3 separate regions of the Callithrix jacchus genome follow, and regions 2 and 3 are each linked to region 1. Evidence: chromatin contacts called from public Hi-C data. All regions are on one chromosome and are shown on one strand. The core of a region is the stretch at or near the end of the contact, and the rest is flanking DNA. Distances in the headings are between cores, read along the strand shown.

Region 1 (4,596 bases), core at 1,702-4,201:
TTCCCCTGGCGCGCGCGCACACACACACACACGTCCTCATGGTCTTCACTATAGAATCACAGCCTATTAGAGCAATTTGCTGTTTAACCCATTTATTTAACAAGTGAGACACAAGCTCAGACAGAGGGGAGCTGCCATTTCTTTACAAGGGGACAGACCCAGCTCCAGTTTCTGCCCCCCGATCAAACAGGGTGTCACTGAAACACACTGGATCATGTCATGCTCCTGCTCAGGTACCTCCACTGATGTCCCATAACCCTCAAGGGAGTCCAAACACCCTCGTGGGGCATCACATCCTCCCCAGAATAGCCCTGTCTGGGTTTCCATTCCAATCTCCATGTTCCCCTTCTCGATTGCTGGTGGATGATCTCTTCATATGTCTCTTGCTCCCACATAAACAGACGAGACTCGTTCCCATCTCTGTCTAAAGATGGATTCTCCTGCCCATTCCCAGTTTCTGAGAGGCTGTTCCCAGTGAACTGGGGTGTCCAGAAACTAACCCAGCATCAGAAAATGGCTTCACATACCCTCCATGTATGCCTCTTCAGAGAGTCAAAAACACACTATGGCTTATTTTTACTTTTAATAATATTTTTGTGTGTAATTAGCAAGGAGTCTGAAAGCGTCAGCCCCCTCCTGTGCAGTAGGAATGGCAAAGATGCCCATTTTATAGGGGCGATGGAGGAGGTGAGGCCTAGTGCCGAGAAAGGGCATATGATTCATGTTTCAGCAAGCAGTGAGTCAGAAGAGGAGACGGTGACCCAGGCTTCCTATGCTGGAGCCTGAGTTCCATTCACGGGGCTGGGCTTCTTGCCTCTGTTATTTCCAAATGCTTGATATCGTTTTTAAAAAGTCAACAAACGCTCACCCCAACAGGCTGACTTTTGAGTAGGTTTTTTTTATTGTGATGAAAAAGGGCAAGAGACCTTGTCTTTTCTGACCTCTGAACAGAACCTAGAATGTTAACTACATAGTTGAAATAAAGAAGCTTCAGGCTTTCCAAGTTGTGACCTTCTCCTAAGGCAACTATATAAATAGAGGCAATTCTGAAAAGTAGGACTGTCAGAGAAGTTGGGCCAGGCCAAAAGTCCAGTTGAGGCTGGAAATGATACATCGTACAGCTGGGTTCTTACCTTCCTCTAGTGTCTGATACCTATTTCCAATATCCAGTGGCTGTTCTCCTGTTTAGGGCTGAGAAGAAGGGGTAGGATGTGGTAAGGGACTTCTGGTTGGGTCAGAACATGTTGAAATCCTGGAAAGTCTTGTTAGAAAGAAGAGGTAAGGTCATTCTGCAGTCCTTCCCCCAAGGAAGAGAAGAGGAGCAAATGGTAGCATGCCTCCAGAAAGAAAGTGAAAAGGGTGGGGCTGAGAGCCCCAGGGAACTAGGTATGAAAGATCCCTTAAATGCCCTTCAAGGTACTTTACCACGTTTGCTGAGCCCCTACTAATGTACCGTGTACTTGGATAGCGACCCTCAGTAAAGTGATCTTGTCATTTATCATCCAAACCCGAAAACTTCAAGATGAAGGAGGGATCCATTAAAAACTAATTGTACCAAGACAAAGTCATAAACTGGCATGGCAAATCAGTCACCTTAGCCATCAGGATTGAGATCAACAACGGAGTTCGTGTCCACAGAGAAATCTCTACGGCGTAAGAGGGATCTAACAAGCACAAAGATGGCATACCCCAAGGCTGACTGGGTGTACTGAGACCCAAGGAAGAGTTGAAGGAGAAAGAAATGGCATCTAGAGAAAGGAGTTAGCATCGAAGCTGGGTTTCAAGGGATGTGAAATATTTGAATGAGTGGCAAAGATAAGCCAAACAGAGGCCATCATATTCCGATGAGTTTTAAAAGAATTTTAAGAGGCCTCAGCCAAGGTTCAGGTGGCAAGAAAACAGGAGGTATCCATGGGGCACCGTGACCAGGCAGAGTCCATCTGATGTGGCTGCCTTAGAAAAAGTGGTAAGACCAAGGAGAGATGAGGCAGGAAGGGTGCTGATGCCAGGCTGGGCTTGATTCTAATTTCCTAGACAGCACCAGGAGCCAGCTTTCCTCCTCTCATCAACGTGGCTACACAAATCTCCATTCTCCTCACCCTGCACTTCTGTTGAGGCTGCTCAGACACAGATCTCATTGGCTGTGGCTACTCTTACCAGGCTGACTGTCTTCCGTCCAACAAGGAAGGGAGTCTCATTTGAGGAACTGCACAACCTCTTCTGGTTTCTGTACTGGACACTTTCTCTCTCTAGCCACCAGAGAAGTGGGTTGGAACAGTAGGGGGAAGTGTCTGTTTGGCAACCTCACAGGGCTCAAAAACTTGAAGAGGGTGGATTTTAGGGGTTATCCCCTTGAGAACGTTCACACGTTTGCATCTTTCTGGTGACACCATTTATATTCCTATTTTCCGGGAGTACACACAAGGCCAGAGGCACTTTGGACCTCAGGGCTTTCAGAGGAGTGAAAGACCAGAAGGTCAGGGAAAGACTTTCCCATTTGGCCTCACTGTTTTGTGATGTGTGTCAGGAAGGTGTTATTATGGTGAACAATTAAGAAGTAGGAAATTTAAAAGCAGAGAAATAAGTGACTCACCCAAGGTCACATAGCAAGTGACAGAGCTGCAAGCGACTGGAATGCAAATCCCCTGGAGCCAAGCCATGTATTCATACACCTACCTCAAAGCCTGCTCTCAGAAAGAGGTGGAAGAGGGAAAGGAAGAAGAAAGACAGAAGAAAAAGGAGGGGAGGAATAAGAGGGAGAGAAGCAGAGGAGGAGAGAGATGGCAGAGCCCTTCCCTGTAGGTGAAGGACCTGGAACCCTCTCCTTTCGCCTCTACTCACCCCCACTTCCTTAACTCGTCCTGGACCCAAGAAAATGGGTCCAAAGCTGTGCGGTAGGGAAGGGCTGCTGGGTAACTTCTTTACTGAGGCGCAAGCGTGGCCCTGCGGGGTTGCTGGGCCTTTCAAAGGCCACTTGTAAACTCTGATGCTGCGCAGGGACTGGCCCCGAGGGGCTGGGGCCCCGGCCAGGAGGAGAGGATGGGCCTGCCTTTGCTGCCTAGAAATCAAAGCGGCCAACCTCGGGCTTTTTCTTCGCCCTCACACTGAGGCACTTTCATTGGCGAGATGAAGGGAGGCAGAGCGGGCCTTACAGTCCTCGCTCTGCTTTTGGAGGTTAATGACCCAGTTAGCAGCTCTTGGCTGCGTTTCCGACATTTTGCAGACATCAAGCCCCGCGTCTCTGCCAAGTACATTCTGTTCCCTGGAGCTCATCCAGTGCATCTCAGATTACTATGTAATGCGACAAAGAGGGAGAGGTGGCTGGGAGGGGCATCGGGGAGCGGGGCGGGGAGGGGAGAGGGCGGGACGAGGAGAGGAGGATGCCACTCTAAATATAGCTGCCCTCCTGGAATGCATCTTTCAAGGTGCTTATTTACTGTACGAGTGATCTCAAAGTGAGGGTACGACTGGGCCCTGTCGTGCAGGAATACTGGGGCGCTGAGAGCGAAGCCCAGGACCAGGGCGAGGACAGAGAGTGGGGGCGGGGAGGAGACTGCGGGAGGCTCGTGGCTGGGAAGGGCGGGGAAGGAGGACCGCAAGGGGGCGGGGCTAAGAGGTGGTGGCCCCACCCCCAAGGGCGCCGCCCCGCTTTGCGGCTCCAGCCGGAGCTGCAGCCTGCGCGCTAATTATAGACGTGAATGGAGAGCGGCCGCTTTTGAATGATCGCGTTGCTCGAGCTGCCGTTGGAAGCTTAGAAGCAGGTGCTACCGTGCTAGATACAAAGCCATCTATTTAAAAGCCCTCTGTCACGCACGCACAGTCACTGACGAATCCTCTGGCTCTCTCCTACCACCAACCGATGGCGGATTCCGGAATTGGTTCAAAAGGCCTTGAGCCGGAAGACCCGGGACAGAGACGGAGGGCTTTTCCTACCTCTTTTGCCTGCATCCTTAGAAAACTCCCGTGCGTGAGAAGATCCCCAGGCCTTTACAAGCTGTTGTTCTACAAACGGAGAAACTGAGGCAGGGAGAGGCGCTGGGTGTGCACCAGAGCACGTGGTGCCTCAGTGCATAACTGAGGTAAAGTTCCGGGCTCCTAACAGCCTCTGCATTTGCCTTACCAGGTTGGAACCTGAAGCAAGTCTCACTTTAACGCCATTAATTTCCAGGCATGGATCTCTAGCAAATGAGCATCCTCCTCCTTTGCTGGTTCAGCACCCACTCCCTCCAATCCCCACCCCTCCCCGCCACACACACAAGGAAAACTTGCTAATGCTGACTGATTCTCATTGCTGGGTTTACTAGTTCAGGCCTGGAAACTGGGTAACCTCAACAACTATGACCATTTCAGTATGTGTGAGTCAACCTGATGTGTCTTCCGTCAGCATAATCCTGTCACGAGGAACTACAGAGGGGGCAAAACCTAGGCGTTTCTTCCCCATCAGCATCTTGCCTGCATCTAATGCTCATGACCAAGAGTTTTAATGCACTTGATGACCTAATCCAGTCCACACAAGCACAGTAAAAAGTCTTATGCCCATTTTATGGATTCCCTGTAGAAATGGAGTCTTGGAGGGAAGAATTGACTTGCTCACAG
Region 2 (4,517 bases), core at 1,658-4,157, 590 kb after region 1:
AAATAAAAAAGAAGAAGTAAATTTAATAAAACAAGGCTGAACGCTGCAAGTATGAGTAGTAGAACTTACAATGATGACCATCTCAAATCAGAAAAACAGGCTCTGAATTCAAGACGTGGCTTGGCTGCAAATTCCCTATGGGTCCTTGGGCAAATCTGAAATTCATGAAAATTGGAGTTGTGGTTCATGTGACATCACCTATGCCACCCTCCTCCTCCCATCTCACAGATGGAGAAAGTGCAGCTCAGAAAAAAGGCATTCACTAAACTCATAGCAAATTAATTAGAGCCAGGATTTGAACCTCAGACTTAGCAATGATTTCTACTCTTTGAACTTCAGTACTAGGAGGATCAAGGTAAGTGCTTAGGTCCAGTGGTCTCTAAGTTATCTTCTATCAGATGGACAACAATTACTACACTCTTCTCACTCTTCTCCAGACCTGGAAGTCCCCATGTACATAGGAGTTTCATTTTGGCAATGATTATACTAGCTGTTTCCCAGTTCTAGCCCACTCCCACAAGAATAAGGCAGAAGGGCCTGAAATAAGAGAGAAGGGTCTGAAAGAGTGAGAGAAGCTGCTATTAATACTGTGTAGCGCAGCAACAGGGAATTGCAGGCCTTGAACTAGACTTCATTGCATTGGCTAGGATTTTTCTGCCCTCTTGCTTATTAAATCCCTCATCTGTCTTCTCTCTTTTTTTTTTTTTTTTTTCTGAGACAGAGTTTTTGGTCTTGTTACCCAGGCTGGAGTGCAATGGCGCGATCTTGGCTCACCACAACCTCCTCCTCTTGGGTTCAGGCAATACTCCTGCCTCAGTCTCCTGAATAGCTGGGATTACAGGCACGCGCCACCATGCCCAGCTAATTTTTTGTATTTTTAGTAGAGACGGGGTTTCACCATGTTGACCAGGATGGTCTCGATCTCTTGACCTGGTGATCCACCCGCCTCGGCCTCCCAAAGTGCTGGGATTACAGGCTTGAGCCACCGCGCCCGGCCTGTCTTCTCTTTTTTAATGTTCCCCCACTATGTGCAGTAAACAGCCAGCTAGGAGCTCACTCTCAGATTCCTATAATTCACTGGTTCAGAAAAGGGCAGGAGGCGGGTGGAGGAGAGTGATGATGTCAGTGTCAAATAAGCTCTTACAGGAAGAACTGCAAGGGAATCCACAGTCTTTTAATAAACATGAGAGCAGAAGCCAGCCGGAACCCTCTGTGCCACATCTTCATGAAATTAATAAAGATACCTGGAGTCCATCTGAGTTTTAAGGACATCTCACGTCCTTAAATGCTAAAAATGAAATTGGTTTTCCCTAGAGGATAGGGGAGTTTTAAAAACTCAAAAGAGAAAGGACAGTTTATAGAAGATTTCTCTACTTAAAGAAAGATACAACTAGGGAGTCAGAAGAATTCTAGTCCAAGATCAGTCAACAACACTTAAGACTAATCAGATTCCCTCCCAGTCACCAGAATTTCCATCTCTGAAATGAAAGAATTTGGTTAGATTACGTCACAAAGTCCCCTGTGGCTTTGACATTCTGATCTCCCTTTACAGATCCAATGATTTGCTCTGGAATAATCAAATAATGAAAGAAGCATCCACTTCCTCCTAACAGTCTCAATAGGGGGATGTTTACCAGATACTCTAATATGACCCAGATCAGGGAACAATGTCACAGAGTAAAGGAACATGGGGGAAGATGGCTTTTCTTCCCTAATGAGGAATTGCAAGTTGCTGGGGTAAGGGACTACCAGTGTATAAATGCCCATTCTTATAGTATACAGAATACAAGTCATTAACTGCATTTCTGGTACATAAAAGAAGCAAAAGCTAAGGAAAAGAATAACTGTATTCCCACGGTGGCTGTGTAGTAGAGTCACAGGACTGTCCTGAGATTTTGGAAACATGGTACCAGGAGAGAAAAGCAACTGGCTAGATAGTAAAATTATATATAAGAGAACATTTAACCAGAAGTAATGCCATAATCAACTGGTGCAACTAGGAAAGGTAACTTGCCCAGGTGACACAGCCAGTTGACATTACAGCTGGCATTAGAATAGGATTCTCAGGGCTTCTGGTGCACATAACACACAACATATTGCTTTGCTCCCAAAAACTATGTGATTCTATCCAGGTTACTACAGAAATAATTTCACTTATACCACTGCCTCTACCTCCACTTCAAAAAACAGTAACTGATTAATTTTATTTAAGGCAGACTAGGACTGTTTCCACCGAATTATAATAAACAATTTACTCTGGCAATATAGACAAGCCCATGAGATTTAATTGGGTATCATTCATCCTTGCTAATGAATCACCCTGTGGAAACAGGAATAATCAACCGTCTACAAGAGGCCAGAAGCCTGTTCTCCTTCAAGTACAGATTTTGCCTATTAAAGAACATTAGGCATCAGCTCGAAATAGTCAACAGGGTATACTGTTTCAGATTCCATGGAGTGCAGCTTTAAATAGATTTGGTTTGGAAATGGGACAGAGAACACACCGCAGTCAGTGGATCAACGTTGAGAGCAGAGAAAAACAATGATTACGCTCATTAAGTGGGTACCTGTCGACACATTTACTGTCAAGTCTTGTTATTATTTATTGAAACTGTTATTCTTTCTTCATGACTGCCACTGATACCAACTATTGCCACAAGATTATTTTAAATTTCTACAGCATGCCCTCAGAATAGTTATTTCTCCACCTCCCAAAGGTTACTTGAGAGGTTTCTATCATTCCCTTTCCACCATCCCCACCTCTGAAATATAACGAAAACAGAAAGAGAGAAAATTCATCTTTCTTGAGAGTAATCTTTTTTTTTAACCTTTTAAGGCTTGCTTAAAACTCCTCTTTATAGTTTCAAGATGGGTTTCAGTGGGAACAGAGTTAACTACTTTTCAAAGCTTATTCGATTAATATTTAGCATCAGAGGGAAGGTTAGTGTGATAATTGCAGTTTCTAAATGAACAAGTTAGATCTCTGCCTCACAGAGCCATCAAAAACTATGATAGTAGGTATCTACATTACATTCTTTCCTGATATACGTATCCATAAAAATAAAACATTAGGGAGAAGTTTTTGCAGGGTTATTTTGTGGACTAGGAAAGAAATAAAAGATGCACAAGAGCCATTCTTACATTGTTTGCTACTACATATTTTAAAAACAGTGTTCTCTGTTCCTGTGTTAGTTTGCTGAGAATGATGGCTTCCAAACAACTCTCACTCATAAGTGGGAGTTAAACAATGACAACACATGAACACAGAGAGGGGAACATCACACATAGGGGCTGGTCAGGGGATTGGGGGACAAGGGGAGGAAGAGTATTAGGACAAATATCCAATGCATGTGGGCCTTAAAACCTAGATGATGGGTTGATGGGCACAGCAAACCACCAAGGCACATGTACACCTATGTAACAAACCTGCATATTCTGCACATGTATCACAGAACTTAAAGTAAAATTAAAAATTAATAAATTAAAAATAAAAAGAAAACTTGCTGGGTAAACTAGCTTATACTCCACCTGAAAAAAATAAATAATTAATTAATAAAATAATAACAATGATCTTTTTTTTTTTGTAAGAATGAGAAGAAAATCGAAATAACAAGTGGCTGCTATATCGGACTTAATTATAGAGATTTCATATTCCATACATAACCTGCCTTGTTTGCACATGTGTTCTTATTTTATATATATGATAATAGCTTCCAAATTCATGTAAACCCAACATCTTAATTTCCTCTCGATTCTAAATTTTCTGATTCCTACAAATAACAGGGCAATACCCACCGACTCTATTTTTCTCAAAGGTCTGTGTGACTAAAGCCATGGTTGCAGTTCAAGATCGTGGGTGTAATATACCAAAGGAATTAACAAAATACTCAGCAGAAAACATGTGTATAGTACTTTAAATAAAGATGTTAAATCTTCTACAGAGTTACTATTCTATAGATTGACTACTTCACCTCTTTTTGGCTGACTTCTGAAACATTACATAAAACACAGTAGAGCTTGTTAGGAGGTACAGATAACAGCAGGTTAACTATAGGAGAAAAACTGTATCTGGCAAATTTTACAATCATGATGCTTCCTTTAAAAATTGTTTCTTTCATTGGCCTCCATTTTCATGGCAAACTCAAGAGGAATGTATTCTTCTACCAAAGCCTGATGTCCTTTCCCACTGGTCCCCCAGTAGAGTGGCATTCAGATACAACGGAACCAGGGTTTCAAAAGACTAACTCAATTTCTGTGTTCTTAGGATTTTTTTGTTGCAGTCTTGGATTCTATCTTTTTGAGATTATTTTGTTTGGCAGCTAAGAGACACTGACTGACCCAACTAGAAATACTTGTCCCCTTCAGAGCCAGGTAATACTGGCAGCATAATATAGTGAAAAACACACTTAATCAAGGGCTAGGAAACCAGGTAAAGAGCACTCCTGCCACATACTAGTTGAGGATACAATAAAATAATGGGTAAGAACATTCTACTCTATTGTATTTTATGGACACTT
Region 3 (4,618 bases), core at 874-3,373, 900 kb after region 1:
CTGCGCTTGCAGTCCCTAACCTGATATTTTGCAGACTCTCCATCTCAGAAAGATTTGTTTTGGCAGAGACTGAAATTCTTTATTTGGAACTTGAGGTATCCCCAACTCAGAAGACTTCATCTTGACAAGATGTACAGTTGCATCCGTCATCACTCTGCCCTAAGCAGGGCAATGTGCTGAACAGCGGCTTTGATGAGCAAGAATTGGGGATCTGGGTATGGTCTTGAGTATGTGATTAACACAGGAGATGTCAGGAAAGTTGTTTTTCTTTAGGGGGCTCAGTTGTTTCAACTGTCCTATGTTAAGACTGCATTAATCAGTATGCTTCAAACTTTTAAAGCCACCAGATTTCCCCCACACCCGCCACCCCCCCCAGAATGCTGTGGGAACCTCGCATGGATAAGTGATAAAAGCAGGACTCAGAGCTTCTCCATGTAGCCACTGTGTGTCTGTAGGGTCTCTGTGGACTCTAGTGTGGCAACAATTGGATACATTCCCTGTAACATCCAACACTGGGATTCCAAAGATGAGTAATGGCTTAGTGATAGATGTTAACCCCTTGAGGGGTTGCAGTGAGTCTGGAATTCCAGATACAGAACTGGATGGACAGGGAAAAGGGCTGTGACAGTGTAACAAACAGTAGAATTGGAATGGAGGGCAGCAAGATAAAGGTGTAGATTTCCTGGGTCCACGCACTTTACAATTTACAAGTATTTGCACTGTAGTTGTCTCTTTTGAACTTATGCAACACTGTGTTCTCAGGCATTTATGCAGCGGTCTTTTGAGAAGCTGGATTATGTGTCTGGCACTGTGGGAGAGCTCAGGGACATATAGAGAAAGAGGAGAACTTGTGAGCCCAGAGGGGCTCATCTTCTGACAGAGGAAACAGACAGGTAAAAAGGAACCAATGCAATTGCAAAAAAAAAAAAAAAAAAAAAAAAAGAAAGCTGTAAGAGAGGTGCAAACGTTAATGTTGAGCAGCAAAGTGAAAGAAATGACTTGTGTTTCCCTGGGGAGGGGAGGAAGGCATACTTACTGTGGGGCCTGGAGGATGAGTTACCTAGGCAGATAAATGGGGGTAATTCTAGATCGAAAAAAACACGGAAGTAGTGGAGGCCTGTGTGGGCAAGGTGCGTTTGGGAGGAACGGGAAGAGCCAGGGGAAAGCAGGCCGTGAAGGTGTGGAAAGGCAGTTACTCTGTGAAGTTAACCTGCATCTTGATTGGGAAGAGCTTTGAATACAATGCAAAGAATTTGGTCCCCAGGGCCATTAGAGCCCCATCTTCCAGATGCGGAAAGGACCTTCCCTTCGCACGGGGCCAACCCAAACTGTGACTCTGGTGTTCCTTTTGCTACCCTGTGCTGCCTCCAGCAGGCCTGAACCGAGGCAGGCCCTGCGTGGGAGAGGCCTCTGGGCTGTTTATCCTGCTCCAGCGGGGCTGGCTCTGGCAGGGAGTGGAAGTAGGTGAGGTGGGGGCTGTGGAGGAGAGGAGGAGCCTGACAACAAGGGCTACATTCAAGGACTGCACTGGAGCCGGCGAGGAGAATGGAAAGCTACAGTCTGTCGGAGCCATCCAGCCTTGGCAAAGCAGCTGGGGCCTTATAAGGAAATGTTGTTCTCTCCCAGCCAGTGGGGCTGGGACGGAGCCCTGTGCCCACAGGACAGAGCTGCCCTTGTGGTGGTAGGGCAGCTGGGGGTGCCATCCGCCCCTCCGCTTTGAGCAGGAGCTGTCAATGGGCCACTTCTGCAGGCTCAGCATTCCCTCTCAGCCCCAGCGAGCGTGCGGCCCCCACCCCGCCACGCCCTCCCACTCCCCATTGCCTGGGGCTGATTGGAGGGAAGGAAAAAACCAAAACAAAACAAAAGACTTGGCGAAGCCCCAGGCCTCGTGCTGTTTAATGCCGAATTGTTCGGAAAACAGGCTCAGGTCAAATTCTCTCTTTTTTCCTGAAGAATGCATGAATAAGGGGATGGCTCTTTGGCCTCCTTCCCTGCCCGACACCCTCATCTCTTTTCCTTGTGATCACAAAACTCCCAGCACCCGACCCGGCCCAGCGCAAAAAAAGAGAGGAGTGGGCAGGGGAAGCCTTGTGCTGGTGCCTTTTCCACCTCCCAGGGGCAGAGCAGGAGCCACCGGAACACTCTCAGGAGAAGGGTGACTCTCCTCGGATTCCTTACCTGTGCCAGGCAGGCCAGAGGGCCTGGGAGAGTGAGATGGGCACAGGGTAAAAACACGGCCTGCCCAGCAAGCAACAGAAAGCTTAGGAAAGGACAGTAAGCAATAGTCAGCTCCCGGAAGGAGGTTTTTCCTACAGGGAGTGGGGAGGGGTGATTTAAAGCACTAATCCCTAGGGATCTTTCTGAACTCAAGATTGCCGGTAGGAGCAGAAAAGGTGCATAGTGTGGCCTTTTGCTTTGGCTGTTCGTAGACCCAGCGCATGAAACCCTGCAGCTACAGGGAAGCGCAGCTCCTCACCTAAAGCTGAAGTATTTGTACAGCAAGCCTGGCAGAGCTTCAGCTAACCGGTGCTCCCTCCGACTCCCCGTCACCCTGGACTCAGCCCTTCAAGTTAGTCCATCCCAAACGTACACCTCAACCCACCCAAGAGAAGCAAGTCAGGGAAAGCAAGAAGAAACTCCTGTTTCCAAGGAGTTTACCATCCAGAGCAAAGCTACCAGGAGCACACAATAATCCAAAGGCAAAGAAGAAAGTTATGGCCGGGCGCTGTGGCTCACACCTGTAATCACAGCACTTTGGGAGGCTGAGGTGGGTGGATCACCTGAGGGCAGGAGTTTGAGACCAGCCTGGCCAACATGGTGAAACCCTGTCTCTACTAAAAATACAAAAATTAGGCAGGCATGGTGGTGGGCACCTGTAGTCCCAGCTACTCAGGAGGCTGAGGCAGGAGAATCACTTGAACCTGGAAGGCGGAGGTTACAGTGAGCTGAGATCATGCCACAACACTCCAGCCTGAGGCAGGGACAGAGCAAGACTTTGCTGAAAGAAAGACAGAGCAAGACTCCATCTCAAAAAAAAAAAAAGAAGGAAGGAAGGGAAAGAAAGAAAGAGAAAGAGAAAGAAAAGAAGGAAGGAAGGGAGAGAAAGAAAGAAAGAGAAAAAGAGAAAGAAAAGTTATGAACCCTAAGAAAACAGAGAATGATGTCCAAGGTGATGGTAAGGAGAAATTGCTCTTGACTAGGTGTCCACAGCAGTAGACGAGGGAGGATCTTACAGAAGAGATGGAATTTAGGGTGAATAAAAGCCAAGAGTTCAAAAGGTGATGTTTTGAGAGACTGGTAGGGAAGTGGCTTTTAGGGGGAGGATTTAGCCTGAGCAAGACATGGTGGCAGGAAACTTGGGGCTTACTTGGTGGGGGTGGGGAGGTGGGCAACTGGATTAGTGCAACAGGGGGAAGAGGGGGCTGTGCTTCGAGAATGGGTGAGCACCACATTTGGGGGGCACTAAATGCCAGAGAGACCAGGAGATTCAAGTGATTGGCAGCCAGGAGCCACTGAAAGCTTTGCTTTTGTTTGTTTGAGACAAAACAACCTCTGCTTCCTGGATTCAAGTGATTTGCCTGCCTCAGCCTCCTGAGTAATTGGGATTATAGGTGCATGTCACCAGGCCCAGCTAATTTTTGTATTTTTAGTAGAGACGGGGTTTCACTATGTTGGCCAGGCTGGTCTCGAACTCCTGTCCTCATGTTCTGCCCACCTTGGCCTCCCAAAGAGCTGGAATTACTGGTGTGAACCACCACGCCCAGCCACTGAAAGCTTTTAAGCACGAAAGAGATATGACCTCGGCAGTGGTTCAGCAACTGTGATCTGATGTCAGGTGCAGGAGGGAGAGGCATCCTTTTCCCTGTTGGGTGAAGTCGGGAAAGTGCCACTTCCTGAAGCAGAGCTTTGGTGATGTTGTAGCCCCTTCCTGGGCACTGGAGGCCACCTAGGTCTCAGGATTTCAAGCACTGCTGCATTTAACAGGCTGGCTCCATTTTGAACAACCAGTGGCCGTTCCCCAGAAAGGAGTAGGACTGACCACATTAGCTCAGTTCTCTTTTCACTTGGAGGCTTTGCTTGCACAAGTCATTGTATTCAGATATGGTTAAGAAACCTGAACTTCAGTCCTTTTTTGGAACTTGGAGAACGGGCAGGGTCCCACAAAGCACCCAGGGTTGAAAGGTAAAAACACTTGGAGCCCATCTCATCTCAGAGAGTCTGTGCTTTTGTAAGGCATTCACTATTCAGACATCTATGCTTGCCTCACACCTGCCAATAACAGAGCAGTTATCTCCTCCCTGGCTTTCCCTTCCATGACTTCTTTCCCTTCCTTTTGGATGCCTGCCCCCATCATGGCATCATGATGCCTAGGGAGTATGAGGCTTTTGTAGAGTGCTGTGGGCTCTTGCTGGAAAGCGAGGAGGGATAGCTCTTTGCCTCAGAGAAAAATCCACGGTGCTCTGGAGGATAGCAGTAAGGTTCCCTTTGTGTTCTGGATCTGGGTTCTGGCCGGTCTGGCTGTCCCACTGCCCAGCATGACCAGTTCAGCAATAGGATTGTGAATGAGCTGAACTTGATCCTCACATGTGGCCCCCTGCCTCTGGCCACAGGGGGCTGC

Evidence for each region. Hi-C and Micro-C count contacts between places; a contact is called where the count stands out from the background.
Region 2: a Hi-C map of skeletal muscle shows a contact between it and region 1, with 5 times the contacts expected there. The contact joins two enhancer-like sites. A contact is called at or near these places in 2 of 3 Hi-C or Micro-C datasets (both in skeletal muscle).
Region 3: a contact with region 1 is called in a Hi-C map of skeletal muscle, with 6 times the contacts expected there. The contact joins two enhancer-like sites. A contact is called at or near these places in 3 of 3 Hi-C or Micro-C datasets (induced pluripotent stem cells and skeletal muscle).

What each region holds. Positions count from the first base shown.
Region 1 is chr15:17,924,891-17,929,486 of calJac240_pri, reverse strand. All of the region lies in intron 4 of LOC103788187, which reads left to right. Among named protein-coding and RNA genes, the nearest start is that of TPRG1, 210 kb to the left of the region's middle. Within about 2 kb of position 2,951, at least 14 of the 16 cell types and tissues checked have an H3K27ac peak or open chromatin away from gene starts, as enhancers often do. A contact at or near this core is called in skeletal muscle, where this site is marked.
Region 2 is chr15:17,330,756-17,335,272 of calJac240_pri, reverse strand. All of the region lies in intron 3 of LPP (LIM domain containing preferred translocation partner in lipoma), which reads right to left. Among named protein-coding and RNA genes, the nearest start is that of LPP, 200 kb to the right of the region's middle. Within about 2 kb of position 2,907, at least 1 of the 16 cell types and tissues checked has an H3K27ac peak or open chromatin away from gene starts, as enhancers often do. A contact at or near this core is called in skeletal muscle, where this site is marked.
Region 3 is chr15:17,028,721-17,033,338 of calJac240_pri, reverse strand. No RefSeq gene overlaps it. Among named protein-coding and RNA genes, the nearest start is that of LPP, 97 kb to the left of the region's middle. Within about 2 kb of position 2,123, at least 13 of the 16 cell types and tissues checked have an H3K27ac peak or open chromatin away from gene starts, as enhancers often do. A contact at or near this core is called in skeletal muscle, where this site is marked.